Linked DNA regions of Sus scrofa: region 1 is linked to region 2. Evidence: chromatin contacts called from public HiChIP or PLAC-seq data. All regions are on one chromosome and are shown on one strand. Each heading gives the region's core, a stretch centred on a gene start, on an enhancer-like site or on the middle of the called end of the contact. The rest is flanking DNA. Distances are from core to core; before and after follow the strand shown.

Evidence for each region. HiChIP or PLAC-seq counts read pairs in DNA pulled down with a chosen protein or histone mark.
Region 1: an H3K27ac HiChIP or PLAC-seq map of alveolar macrophages shows a contact between it and region 2. The contact joins the promoter of SUPV3L1 here to the promoter of KIF1BP in region 2. A contact is called at or near these places in 1 of 5 promoter capture datasets (liver), 1 of 47 Hi-C or Micro-C datasets (blood) and 2 of 2 datasets of contacts at active chromatin or transcription factors (alveolar macrophages and skeletal muscle).

What each region holds. Positions count from the first base shown.
Region 1 is chr14:72,243,039-72,249,609 of Sscrofa11.1, reverse strand. SUPV3L1 (ATP-dependent RNA helicase SUPV3L1, mitochondrial) reads right to left here and starts at 4,084. Exons shown (of 16, transcript XM_001928898.6): 1 at 3,888-4,084; 2 at 3,732-3,885; 3 at 265-342. The coding sequence starts at 4,010.
Region 2 is chr14:72,069,471-72,075,756 of Sscrofa11.1, reverse strand. KIF1BP (KIF1-binding protein) reads right to left here and starts at 3,878. Exons shown (of 7, transcript XM_001928810.7): 1 at 3,344-3,878. The coding sequence starts at 3,769.

The sequences.
Region 1 (6,571 bases), core at 2,835-5,334, 170 kb before region 2:
CACACCTAATTCACCAAAGTGTCTTCTTTTTCCCTTGCAGTACAGCTGGTTTGTTATGGTCTAGGCTAAAAGTGACGTCCTAGTACAGCACAAAAGAAAGCTTAACACATGCTCGCCAGCTGCATCTTGCCAATTTCCCGCCCAGGGACAGCTTCCAGATTACAACTATGTACTTACCCTGTGTGTCCAGGCCCACATGATAAAGACAAAGCTGTAACCTCAACAGTAATAAAATGTTTCTCATAGAAATGTTATTAGCCTTACCATCAAGTCCATAATCAGCACCCAGCTTCTGAATTTCCTTCCTCTTGTAAAACTTATCTAAGATCTTCTTGACTTCATCTGGAAGAAAGATATCAAAATTTAACATATGTTCAACATTTGTTTTCCAGATAGAGAAGAGCCCCCAAAGCAAAAGAAGCCTGAAGTCATAACACTTAAGGCAGCAGTCTGTTGAGTGTTGAAAGACCTTGAAGGTTTTAGCTGATCACAAACTCTTTATGGTTTAATAGTTTCTAGAAAAGTAAAGTCAAACGATGCAACATTGCTGTTACATGGCAGAGGAGTAAGGGTGGTGCTACAGGATCAGCATCACCCTCAACCTCCGTCAGGCTGCTTTTAGAGAACCATGTTCTGTTTCATTTATTCACAACCATTTTCAACATTAATAGTGGGCAGCCAAAAGGTATCTAGAAAGACGACCAATGCTTATGCTTATCTGAGAATAACTAAAGGAGCCAGGGAAGATCTTTAGTTTGAAGATGATGTCAGGAAAAACAGATTACACATGTTTCATTCTAGATGGAATAACTAAAACCAGTGGAAAGTGAGATAAACAGATGTCAGTGGAATTTATCCAAGAACTTACTAGTAATTAGAAAAGGGAAAAGGAGTTGCCTCACAAAAGTGCTAGCTCGTCACTGAAAGTCCTCAAGCAAGGTTTAGGTAACCGTATTTCATGGGTGACAGGGGAGAAATTACTGTACTGTAGTTGAGGCTGAATTAGATGCCTGCCGAAGTAACACATTGTTATGAATCACTAATTTTACAGGTGAAAATATTTTAAATTAATCAAGATGAAATTTTATTAACATTTTACATGTTCAAATACTACTGCATTATTCTGTAGTAATAAATATTTTACTGATCCAGCCATATACTCTTCATTTCTGGGAAGGCAGGCCAAAACTGAGGATGCAGTCTTTGATCATGAAACACAGGAAGGCTGGGTGGCCCGCATTTTTATCCCCCATAAGAGTACCAACTGCATTTTCATGCAGTCACAACACACACAACACTCACTGAAGAAATTAAGCCTGGATAAAGCATCCCACTAACAAAAATTTGTTTTGTAACAAAAATTTGTTTTTCAGAATGAGGGAATTTGGTTTTGCTTTCAATTAAAAAAAAAATCTGGAGTTCCCGTCGTGGCGCAGTGGTTAACGAATCCGACTAGGAACCATGAGGTTGCGGATTCGGTCCGTGCCCTTGCTCAGTGGGTTAACGATCCGGCGTTGCCGTGAGCTGTGGTGTAGGTTGCAGACGCGGCTCGGATCCCGCGTTGCTGTGGCTCTGGCGTAGGCCGGTGGCTACAGCTCTGATTCAACCCCTAGCCTGGGAACCTCCATATGCCACGGGAGCGGCCCAAGAAATAGCAACAACAACAACAACAAAAACAAAAGACAAAAAAAAAAAAAAAAAATCTCCATAATAAGAATTACCTTATTATCCACTCCCAAAAAGATGCTGCAATGGCCATTTTCTTTGTAACTTTTTTTTTTCTTTTTTCTTTTTAGGGCCACAACTGTGGCATATGGAAGTTTCCAGGCTAGGGGTTCAATCAGGATTGCAGCTGCCGGCCACAGCCACAGCCACGCAGGATCTGAGCTGCATCTGTGACCTACACCTCAGCTTGTGGCAATGCCAGATCCTTAATCCACTGAGTGAGGCCAGGAATTGAACCCGTATAGTCACAAACACTATGTTGGGTTCTTAACCCACTGAGCCAGAATGGGAATCCCTCTACTTTATATCAAATGTTTAATACACATGATACTAGTTTATATTTGTTATCTTTACACTTTTCTTTTTTTTTTTTTTTTTTTTTTGTCTTTTTGCTATTTCTTTGGGCCGCTCCCGCAGCATATGGAGGTTCCCAGGCTAGGGGTCTAATCGGAGCTGTAGCCCCCGGCCTACGCCAGAGCCACAGCAACGCAGGCTCCGAGCTTCGTCTGCAACCTACATCACAGCTCACGGCAACACCAGATCCTTAACCCACTGAGCAAGGGCAGGGACCAAACCCACAACCTCATGGTCCCTAGTCGGATTCGCTAACCACTGCACCACGACGGGAACTCCCCTTTACACTTTTCAAAGTGCTTTGCCAAACATGTTATCGTGATTTTCACAATCCAGAGACATCAGCAGAGAAAATACTACTCTCTTTCTACCATTTGGGAAATGGAGAAAAGAGAAGTAAAATGTAAATCAGGCCCCTCCCTTAAGTGCTGTATGACTGTCACAAATATGCATTGTCTTTCTACTTAAGTCAATCTACCTTCACATCGCTAAATGTGTTATAATCAACCAAAAAAAAAAAAATACATATACATGTAAAAAAAAAAATCTTTAAAACAGCACCTACCATATTGACCAGAACAGTGCTTGGCACATAGTAGCATGTAACAGACATTCAGTAAGTATTTGACAGGAATAAAAACTGCCTACTTCACTGGGTTATTAGGAAGATTAAATGTCACATGCTTAAAACAGTATTTATCTCTAGCAAACGCTCCCTATTAGTCACTGCTATTTTAAAAGAAGAAGAAAGAATCACAGAGGTATTCTAGGCCTAAAGGGTAGCATATACTAAAGGCCCTGAAGCACAAGCTCACATCTCACCAATGTCGCTGAAACAAGGAGAGTGCTGTGCAATGAAGCCTCTCCAAGAGGTACTCAGGCTAGACCAGGCAGGGCCTTCCAGGCATATTAGAGATTGAAGCCCCCTTTCAACTGGGGACAATGGAAAAACACTAAACAATTTTTTGCAGGGGAGCAAAAGGATTAGGTCTTGCCACTTGCTGATGCCAAATGATTCCTTTCTCTCTGGGGCCCACAATGATCAGAGTACCTACCACCTTTGGGAAGCACACCCTTGTCATGCTTTAGTTTGTAATACAGTTGGTCATCTGTATGTGCTTCCTTCCTTCCCATGAGAATATAAGGTTCTGGAGTGGAAGAGATCTGGATATGAATCTGGTTCCTCTTGACAGCCACTATACAGCCTAACACTGCGTCTAGTTTGTGTAGGTGCCCAGTCAGTGACAAATAATCCTGAGCAAAGTTCTCCTCTGGCTTTTCACTGCCTCACTCCCTTGTCCTTTCTCGGGGCAATAGTTTTGAACCACCGGGGAGGAGAGAGAGGATGCTAGAAAATTAGTGGTCCACCTAACGACTCAAAAAACGTGAACTGCCCCATCACAAGAGGATGGGACAATGTAACCATTCAGAGAACAGCGAGAAGAACAAGGCCAGTTTCTGGCGCAGCACACTAAAGAATCAATGAGACACAGTCCCAAGCCTTGAACGGCTCCCAAACCAACAAGGGAGATGGACATTGACAAGCACAGTGACAACGCTCAAGGGGACCGCAAGTCTCCAGGGGAAGGAAGGACAGCTTCCTCAGCCCTACAAACACCAGCCTGGCCGCCTTCTCCAGCCCGTGCACTCACTCTTGTCCAGAGGGCGAGTTAGTTCGGCCCCGACGTCGCCATCCGCGCTGGGACCCTGAGGTTTGACAGTCAGCGGCACGAACAAGGACGTGTTCGGGGCTTTGGAGCCTCCTGAGGCGGAGGAGGAGGAGGAGGCGCAGGCGACGGCAGAAACGCGCCCGAGAGCCCAGGAAAGGGCGCAGTGTGGGAGCGAAGGGCAGAGCAGACGGCTGCCCGATGGCCAGCCTGGCGCCCGGCGGGGAGCCGAGCCCACAGCAGGGCACACCGGGGTAAGGACATTGAGGCCGCAGACTGGAAAGGAGGCAGGCTGGAGTAGCCTGGGGACACGGCGGCGGACAGTGACGCACAACGCCAGTGCCTACAGCCCGCAAAGACCCAGAACAGCAAAGCTGCCCAGGAAAACGCCCGAGTGCTGAAAGGCGGTTCATAAAGGGAAAGGAAAGCTTAGAAGTGAAAAATCAGAAAAGATAACTTCTTGTAAGTTCGTGCTCTGTCTCTCTCTTTTTATTGGAAATTGGAGCCAGCTTTCTTTAAAGAAAAGAAAATAATCAGGCACCGGTTGGGGATGTCACAGTTGAGAGGCGGGGCCTGCGAGGTGCATCACGTGACGGACGCTGGCCCTATTCAGAAGCACGTGGGCAGTGCGGCAGGGCTCAGAGGGCGCACCACTTGGAGAGGCACCTATCGGTGTAGTCGGCCTTTCTCCATGGCTTTGGGACTCCAAGTTTTCAAGAGCATTTCTGGAAAGTTCTTTGGGTTATTAACTTTGGTTTCCTAATGGAATAATGTTAGAGAACAAAACGATCTGCCCATCAGGATTGTTGCTAAGGAATTTTGTTCTGCAAGTGCTTAGGTAAACCCCTTGTTATGACCTGTGTGTAAGTAATTATACTCTAATATGAGCAATTTGTGTACATCCTCCTAGCAGCTGATGTATCACAACCACATGGCAAAAATATGTCCCTTGTACCTGGACCAAAGTCTAGTTTCTTTGGCATTCGTTGGATACTGTGTCACATTAGGTCGCTACATGTTAAATTCAAAAGATGCTGTTGGATTTGGGTTTTCCATATCTCTATTATTATACTTAAAACAGTAAGGTCTTGCAAGTTAAAGGAACAATGCACGTGATGTGTGATAATGTGTCAAATAGGATTTCAGTAACAGTTTGCTATGTACCTTTGATTCACAGAATACTTTTTAAACATAAGGGATTCAAGTAGACCAGCACCTTGCCCTCAGAGTTTCTGATCTGGTCTTAGTCATAGGCACAGTACCTGTTAAGCATTGGAAATACTTATTATTCTTAGGCTAATGAGAGTTCAAAGAACTATTCGTGCTGGAACTATGGGCCAGTTGTGTCATCGTTTCTCACCTCCATACTTCTAAACTATTATTGGGTGCCTAGTACAACTGCTGTCATAGCACTGAAACTATCATAATTGTGTCTTTAGAGTAGTAGTTCTCAAACTTCAGCATGCATCAGAATCATCTAGAAAGCTGATTTTAAAACAAAACTGTTGGGAGTCCCCTGGTGGTCTAGTGATTTAGGACTCAGAGCTTTCACCACCACAGCCCAGGTTCAATCCCTGATTTGGGAACTGAGACCCCACATCAAGCCACTGAACACGACGCCCACCGCCCCAGATTGTTGTGGCCCTACTCGTGGAGTTTCTGACCCAGGAGATCTGGAGTGGGGCCCAAGACTTTGAATTTATGTTTTCAGGTGATGTTGACCCTGCTAGTCCAGGGACCACAATTTCAGAACCACTGCTATGGGTTATAGTTCCTTCATGGTAGGGCCAATAAAATACCACTAAAGAAATACTCAGGAAAACACTGAATGTATGTATAAATACAGAAATAAGTGGACAGGGAAGGGAAGTGAGAGAAATAAAGATAACCCTGGTCGAAGGGAATAAAGCAACTTCTCTCTTCTTTGCCTTTGCTATTAACAAAACCTGGTTTATAAGGTTTCGCAACAGCAAATTTCTGTAGCTTCCCCCCCGCCCCACATCTTGCCTACCAAATTCTACAATCGGACATTTCTAGTATTTTTCTTTTCTTTTTTAGGGTCACACATGGAAGTTCCAGGCTTAGGGGTGGAATCAGAGGTGCAGCTACTGGCCTACACCACAGCCACAGCAACACTGGATCCTTAACCCACTGATGGAGGCCAGGGATCGAACCAGCAACCTCATGGTTCCTAGTCAGATATGTTTCTGATGCACCACGATGGGAACTCCCTGAATTGTTTATTTCTAAGTGAATTTTTGAGACTTAGTCTTAGAATCATGGAATACTAGAGCAGGAGTGGGTCTTAGAGATTAAGTAGTTCAGATTCCTCAATCTGAACAACTATCAAGTACATTTGTAGAACTTGTGGTAGTGTGGTTTATGTCCACACAGTCCTTCTATGCTCTGTCTTGCTTTGTCTCCAGGGTCTGATAAAATTCCTAGAGAGCCTAGTCTATTTCCTTTACTCTAATACTAGGTTGCATAACAGTTCTTATCCATAATTACATTTAGACTCTTTTTTTTCCTAAAAGACACCTTTACTTTTATAATCGCTAGGAAAATAAACATCCATTCATTCACACATTCCACGTGTATTGTGATAAGCAAGGTATAGCAAAACAGGCTGAATCTTTGAGAGTTTTATTAAGCCTATACAATTAAAAAGTCTTCTAAAAGTGTGGTAAGCACAGTCCTGGAGGTGTGCACAGCATACCCTGGCAGTAAAACAAAGGCCATCTAACTCTGACTGGAGATGGAGATGGTGTCAGATAAGAACAGCCTCAAGAGTCTTACAAGAAATTAACCAAAGTGCAGGCAGAAAG
Region 2 (6,286 bases), core at 2,629-5,128:
CTGAATCAGAGTTGCAGCTGCCAGCCTACGCCAGAGCTCACTGCAATGCCAGATCCTTAACCCACTGACAGAGGCCAGCGATGGAACCTGTAACCTCAGGGTTCCTAGTTGATTCGTTTCTGCTACGCCATGACAGGAACTCCTCCCTTGATAATTTAAGTGGGTCCAAGTCCTGTGTATCCAGTTTCTCAGGAAGGAGACACCAGGTTGAAACAAAGCAGTCAGAATCTCATAAACTCCCAGGATCTGATATTTTCAAACTTCTCCTACATACACAGTCTTTTACCAAAATGGAACCACTCTACATAACTCCAAATATACCTTATAATCTTCTCCCTCCTCTTAATACTAATATTTTTGATTAACGAATATAAATCATTATTCATACTGTTCTTCTATTTGGATGTAGCAGTATTTATTTAACCGTATATCTACTCATTAATGTTTATTCTTGGTTTTTTGTTTTTTTTTTTGTCTTTTTGCTATTTGGGCCACTCCCGCGGCATATGGAGGTTCCCGGGCTAGGGGTCGAATCGGAGCTGTAGCCACTGGCCTACGCCAGAGCCACAGCAACGCGGGATCCGAGCCGCGTCTGCAACCTACACCACAGCTCACGGCAACGCCGGTTCCTTCACCCACTGAGCAGGGGCAGGAACCGAACCCGCAACCTCATGGTTCCTAGTCGGATTCGTTAACCACTGCGCCACGACGGGAACTCCTATTCTTGTTTTTAAAATTAATGATGCTGTAGTAAACATCTATGTTAACATACCTTTGCATACCTGTCTCAATATTACTTTTGAATACTGAAATTTTTTTTTTGTCTTTTTAGGGCCACACCCAGAATATGGAAGTTCCCAGGCTAGGGGTCAAATAGGAACTGTAGCTGCTGGTCTACACCACAGCCACAGCAATGCAGGATCCTTAACCCACTGAGCAGTGCCAGGGATCGAACCCAAAACCTCATGGTTCCTAGTCAGATTCGTTTCCACTGCACAACGACAGGAACTCCCTGATGTGGAATTTTAAAATCAAAGTCTTGACTCAAGAGTTTTGATACCTACTTATCTCCAAAAATGTTCTATGCATTTATATTTCCACTAGCAATAATACTAATGGACAGTATCCACCTTCTCACAGTTTCTCCGACAATGAATATAATCAATACCTTTAATAAAATCTCTGCTGCAAATCTGATATAATTTCTCTAGCTCATTCTTTCAGTTTGCTTTATTATTAGATCAAATCTCATCATAAATAGCAAATAAATGAATAAAATACTACAGATTGGTGATGTCATTGGAATAAACCAACTGAAGAGTAGAGTTCAGAAACAGACTAGCACAAAGACTCTAATTAAGATACTATTGCTGTAACTCACAGGCTAGTTTTGGCACATTACTTTTTTTTTTTTAAGGGCTACACCTGCGGCACATGGAAGTTTGGGACCAGGGGTCAATTGGGAGCTGCAGCTGAGACCTACACCACAGCCATGGCAACATAGGATCTGAGCCACATCTGTGACCCACACTTCAGCTTGTGTCAATGCCAGATCCTCAACCCACCGAGTGAGGCCAGGGATCGAACTTGCATCCTCACAGAGACAATGCCGGTCTTCAACCCACTGAGCCACAACAGTGCATTCATTACTTTTCATATTTTTATGGTCACTTTTCTTTTTTCTTTCAGATAAACATATTCACTTTCCCAAGTTCCAAGAAAAAAGCCTATTGTGCTTTCAGCAGGAATTGCATCAGACCTATAAATGAGTATCAGGAAAGTGATATACTTAATCTTGCCACTGAGGAATGTGGTACATCACTCCTCCTAAGATTATCAGCTCTACTACCCCAATACTGCTCTTTGTGAATGCAATTTCTAAAAATAATATTTTGGGAGTTCCCCTTGTGGCTCAGCAGAAACACATCAGACCAGTATCCATGAGGATTCGGGTTCAATCCCTGGACTTGCTCAGTGGGTCGGGGATCCAGCATTGCCATGAGCTGTGGTGTGGGCCACAGATGTAGCTTGGATCTGGCGTTGCTGTGGCTGTGGTAGGCCGGCAGTTGTAGCTCTGATTCGACTTCTAGCCTGGCAACTTACATATACCGCAGGAGCGGCCATTAAAAAAAAAAAAAAGACTTTAAAAAAAAGAGAGAGATCTTAGGCAGCCAAGCCAAATGGCTAAAGAAAATTTCAAATAATTGAGATATTGTTTGAATTCAACATCTTTTCGTTCCTGTTATTACATAGCTTTTAATTTAATGGGGCCATGATAACAGAATACAACCTATACAATTTCCTTTTTAATTCTGAGGCGTCTCTTTGAGATTTAGTTACCATATGATCAACTATGATAAATATTCTCTGAATCCCACATACCAGGAACTGTAAAGGTTTATGAGTTAACTTAAGCAAAGTACCTGACACAAGTAGTTCACACCCATTTGCATTTTGAACTGTTATGTTCCTAACGAGAATGTGAAATTTATTTAACAAGCCAAGTACCATATACATGGGAAACAATAAGTATCGTAAGAATTCAAAGGTAGGAGAAAGAGATCATTTTGGAACAAAATAATCCAAAAAACGTTACGAAAAACATGAGGTGAGTCTTGAGATGGGTTCTGAAGAATGGGCAGGCATTCCCTGGGAAGCAAATAAGTGACTGAAAAGAACAGAAACTGAAGATTTTAGATATTTTGTTTTAAATTAAGAAGGTACTCTGGGAGCTCCCGTTGTGGCGCAGTGGTTAACAAATCCGACGAGGAACCATGAGGTTGCGGGTTCAATCCTTGGCCTTGCTCAGTGGGTTAAGGAACCGGCGTTGCCGTGAGCTATGGTGTAGGCTGCAGACGCGGCTTGGATCTCCCGTTGCTGTGGCTCTGGCGTAGGCTGGCAGCTACAGCTCCGATTAGACCCCTAGCCTGGGAAACTCCATATGCCGCGGGAGCGGCCCAAGACATGGAAAAAAAAAAAAAAGAAGGTACTCTGGTTATTCTTTACAATTTCCGTAAAACCTTAAATTAAGACATAAATTACTTGGGAATTTTTCATAATAGAACAGGATTCGGACTGGTGGGGAAAAGTTGGAAAGAGCATTTACGATGTAGGAGAATCTGGGGAACCAATGCGGGGACCACGACTACGTGAAGCAGCAAGTGAAGCTGGTGGAGTGGGTGATGGGCGTGGAGAAGGAGTTCGGAAGCCACTTATCGCGAAGCTTCGAAAACGCGGAGACAAATCGTGTCTTATTACGTTTGCCTTTGGTCTTGGCACGAGCTGGGACCCCTCTAAACCAAGTCGCCTACGGACGACAGCAGCGGACGGGGAACGCTCTCACCTGAGCTTGGATGTAGAGGGAGACGCAGTCTTGCGACATTCGGTACTTGCGCAGTAGTCTCAGGCATTTCACCAGATGCTCCTCCCCCGCCGACAGCTCCTCCGTGTCGATGTGATTCACCCCGAGATGAAACTCAATAACTGCCCGCCTCACTGCCCCCAGGGCAATGGGGCCCTCGGCTTCCACCAATTCAGCCGGCAGTCCCAGGGTGTGGTCCCCCGTTCCCAAGCTGTCCTCGGCCTGAGGCCGGTCATCCTCGTCCTCAGGCGCGGGGCCCAGAAGGGCCTTAACCTCTTCCAGCAGCGCCCGAGCGTGGTATTTGGACTTGTACGGTTCCTTCTCTGGGTTTTTATGCAGTTCCACCCGCGACAGGGCCAGTGCGGCCTGGAATTTCTCACGAAGCTCGACCCACGGAGCATCCGCCATAGCGGCCTCTATAGCCTCGGTCTCCTCAATGTTTGCAATCGGGACTCCCGCCTTCTTTCAGCTTTGCGACACTTCACTTACGGCCCCTGACGGGCCTGCGCACTGCAAAACGGTACCCAATGACGTCCGACAGGAACCGCAATATGCTTGGCAGTGACCAATGGGAAGGCGTGGTAGTCACTGTAGCAACTGTTGTCTTGGAAACGAAGCTGTCAAAGACAGTAGTCTCACCTCCAGCCCCGCCCTCTACGGTGGTGAGTTCATCTCTTGCTTGACCCTGTGAAGTTAATAAAAGTTAATAAAAATATCGGTTGACTTTAACAGAACACAAATACCGTTTACAAACATACCTAGATAATTACTATCGTTAATTGTTATAAGCTGAAAGGCAGAAAACTTTTGACGTTAGTATGTAACACAGCCCGTCCCTGGATATAAATGTAACAAGGATCTGTGTTCTATAAGTGTAAAAAGCACTCAGTGATCAAAAAATATTTTCACTTCATCCCCGAAGACACAGGTTGTAGGGACATGTACAAATTCCCAAAGTAATACAAGAGTTAAGTCCCAGAGCTGTGACAAAACATCTCAAGCAAGGCTTTTTCCATTGCATAACTCGTAAATTATCAAGTAAAATAATAGGGGGAGGGGGAGGTCTCTTGCGGCCCAGCAAATTAAGGATCCAATGTTGTCACTGCAGCGGCTTATGTCGCTGCTATGAACAAGTTTCTATCCCTGGCCGGAATTTCCACATTCGAGAGCCACCAAAAAAAAAAAAAAAAAAAAAATACTAAATACCAGGGGGGTTGGCGAGGGGGGGGGCAGGCTGGAGGTTTTACTATTAAGAGTTAAGTATATAAAGTGCTTTGAGATACATAAATGAGCACTGATTTTGGAAGCTCACAGACACCAAGTCTGAGTCTCAGATTTGCTTCAAATTGACTAATTTGTAATTTTCTAAGCTTCAGATTTCTCGAGTAAAACATAAGTGATAATATTACTTATCTGTACAGAATTATTCTAAGGAATAAGTGAAAACTAAATATCTATCCTTTAAATGTCAGTGCTCAGTCTACAGGCCAGATGGCTCTCTGGAGCTCCAGACTGTAATATTCATCACCCAACTGGAACAACTACTCCTGAATGTTCCACTGACTCCTGTATATCAGTACGTTCAAATTGGAACTCATCAGCTTCTTCTTCACATGCCCATTCCCTCCTACACCACATTTGCTCTTATGTTCTACATCTCAGTGAAGACATTACTATCCACCAAGCTGATGGCTTCCTGCACTCACTCTTTTCTTCTTTTACCCTTAAATGTTAAAACCAAATATTATCCACCTCTAGTCCACCTCCTGAAGAGCTCTTACATTGGTCTACTTTTCATCTCCCAGTAGTTTAGACCATTATCTTCTGAGTTACTTTTTTTTTTCTTTTTAAGGCCGCATATGGAAATTCCCAGGTTGAACTGGAATTGGGTTGAATTGGAGTTGCAGCTGCCAGCCTGCGCCATAGCCACAGCAACACTAGAGCTGAGCCTTATCTGTGACCTATGACTCAGCTTGCAGCAACGCTGGATTCTTAACCCACTGTGAGGCCAGGGTTTGAACCCACATTTTCATGGATACTAGTTGGGTTCCTAACCAACTGAGCCACAACAGGAACTCCTGAATTACTTTTATTAACAGGTACTCTTGCTGCCAGTCTGGCTTCCTACCAGTGCATTTTCCACAAAACTTCAAATGACTGTTTTGTACACTCAATAAACTTTTTCTTTCTTTTTTGGCCACCCTGAGCATATGGAGTATGGACCAGAGATCAGATCTGAGCAACAGTTGTGACCTACACCACAGCTGTGGCAACACCAGATCTTTCCACCTATTGTGGTGGGCTGGGGATCTAACCTTCATCCTAGTACTGCAGAAATGCCCCCAATCCCATTGCACCACAGTGGGAACTCCTAAATAAACATTTTACCTGTCTGGAGTTTCTGTCATGGCTCAGCGGTTAGTGAACCCACCTAGCATCCATTAGGACCCAGGGTCTGATCCCTGGCCTCGCTCAGTGGGTTAAGGATCCAGCATTGCTGTGAGCTGTGGTGTAGATTGCAGACGCAGCTCGGATCTGACGTTGCTGTGGCTGTGGAGTAGGGCGGTGGCTACAGCTCCAATTAAACCCCTAGCCTGGGAACCTCCATATTGCAAGGGTGTGGCCCTAAAAAGACAAAAAAGACCAAAACAAACAAAACGTTTTACTTGTCTGTTGATTTGCCAAGTGCTATTCTAGACTCTGAGACTTCAGCATTTAAAAAAAAAGCTTTCTGGAGTTACCATTGTGGCGCAGCAGAAACAAATCCGACTAGTATCCATGAGGACTTGGGTTCGATCCCTGGCCTTGCTCTGTGGGTGGGGGATCCAGTGTTGCCTTAAACTGAGGTGTAGGTCGAAGATGAGGCTCAGATCCCTCATTGCAATGGCTGTGGTGTAGGCTGGCAGCTACAGCTCTGATTTGACC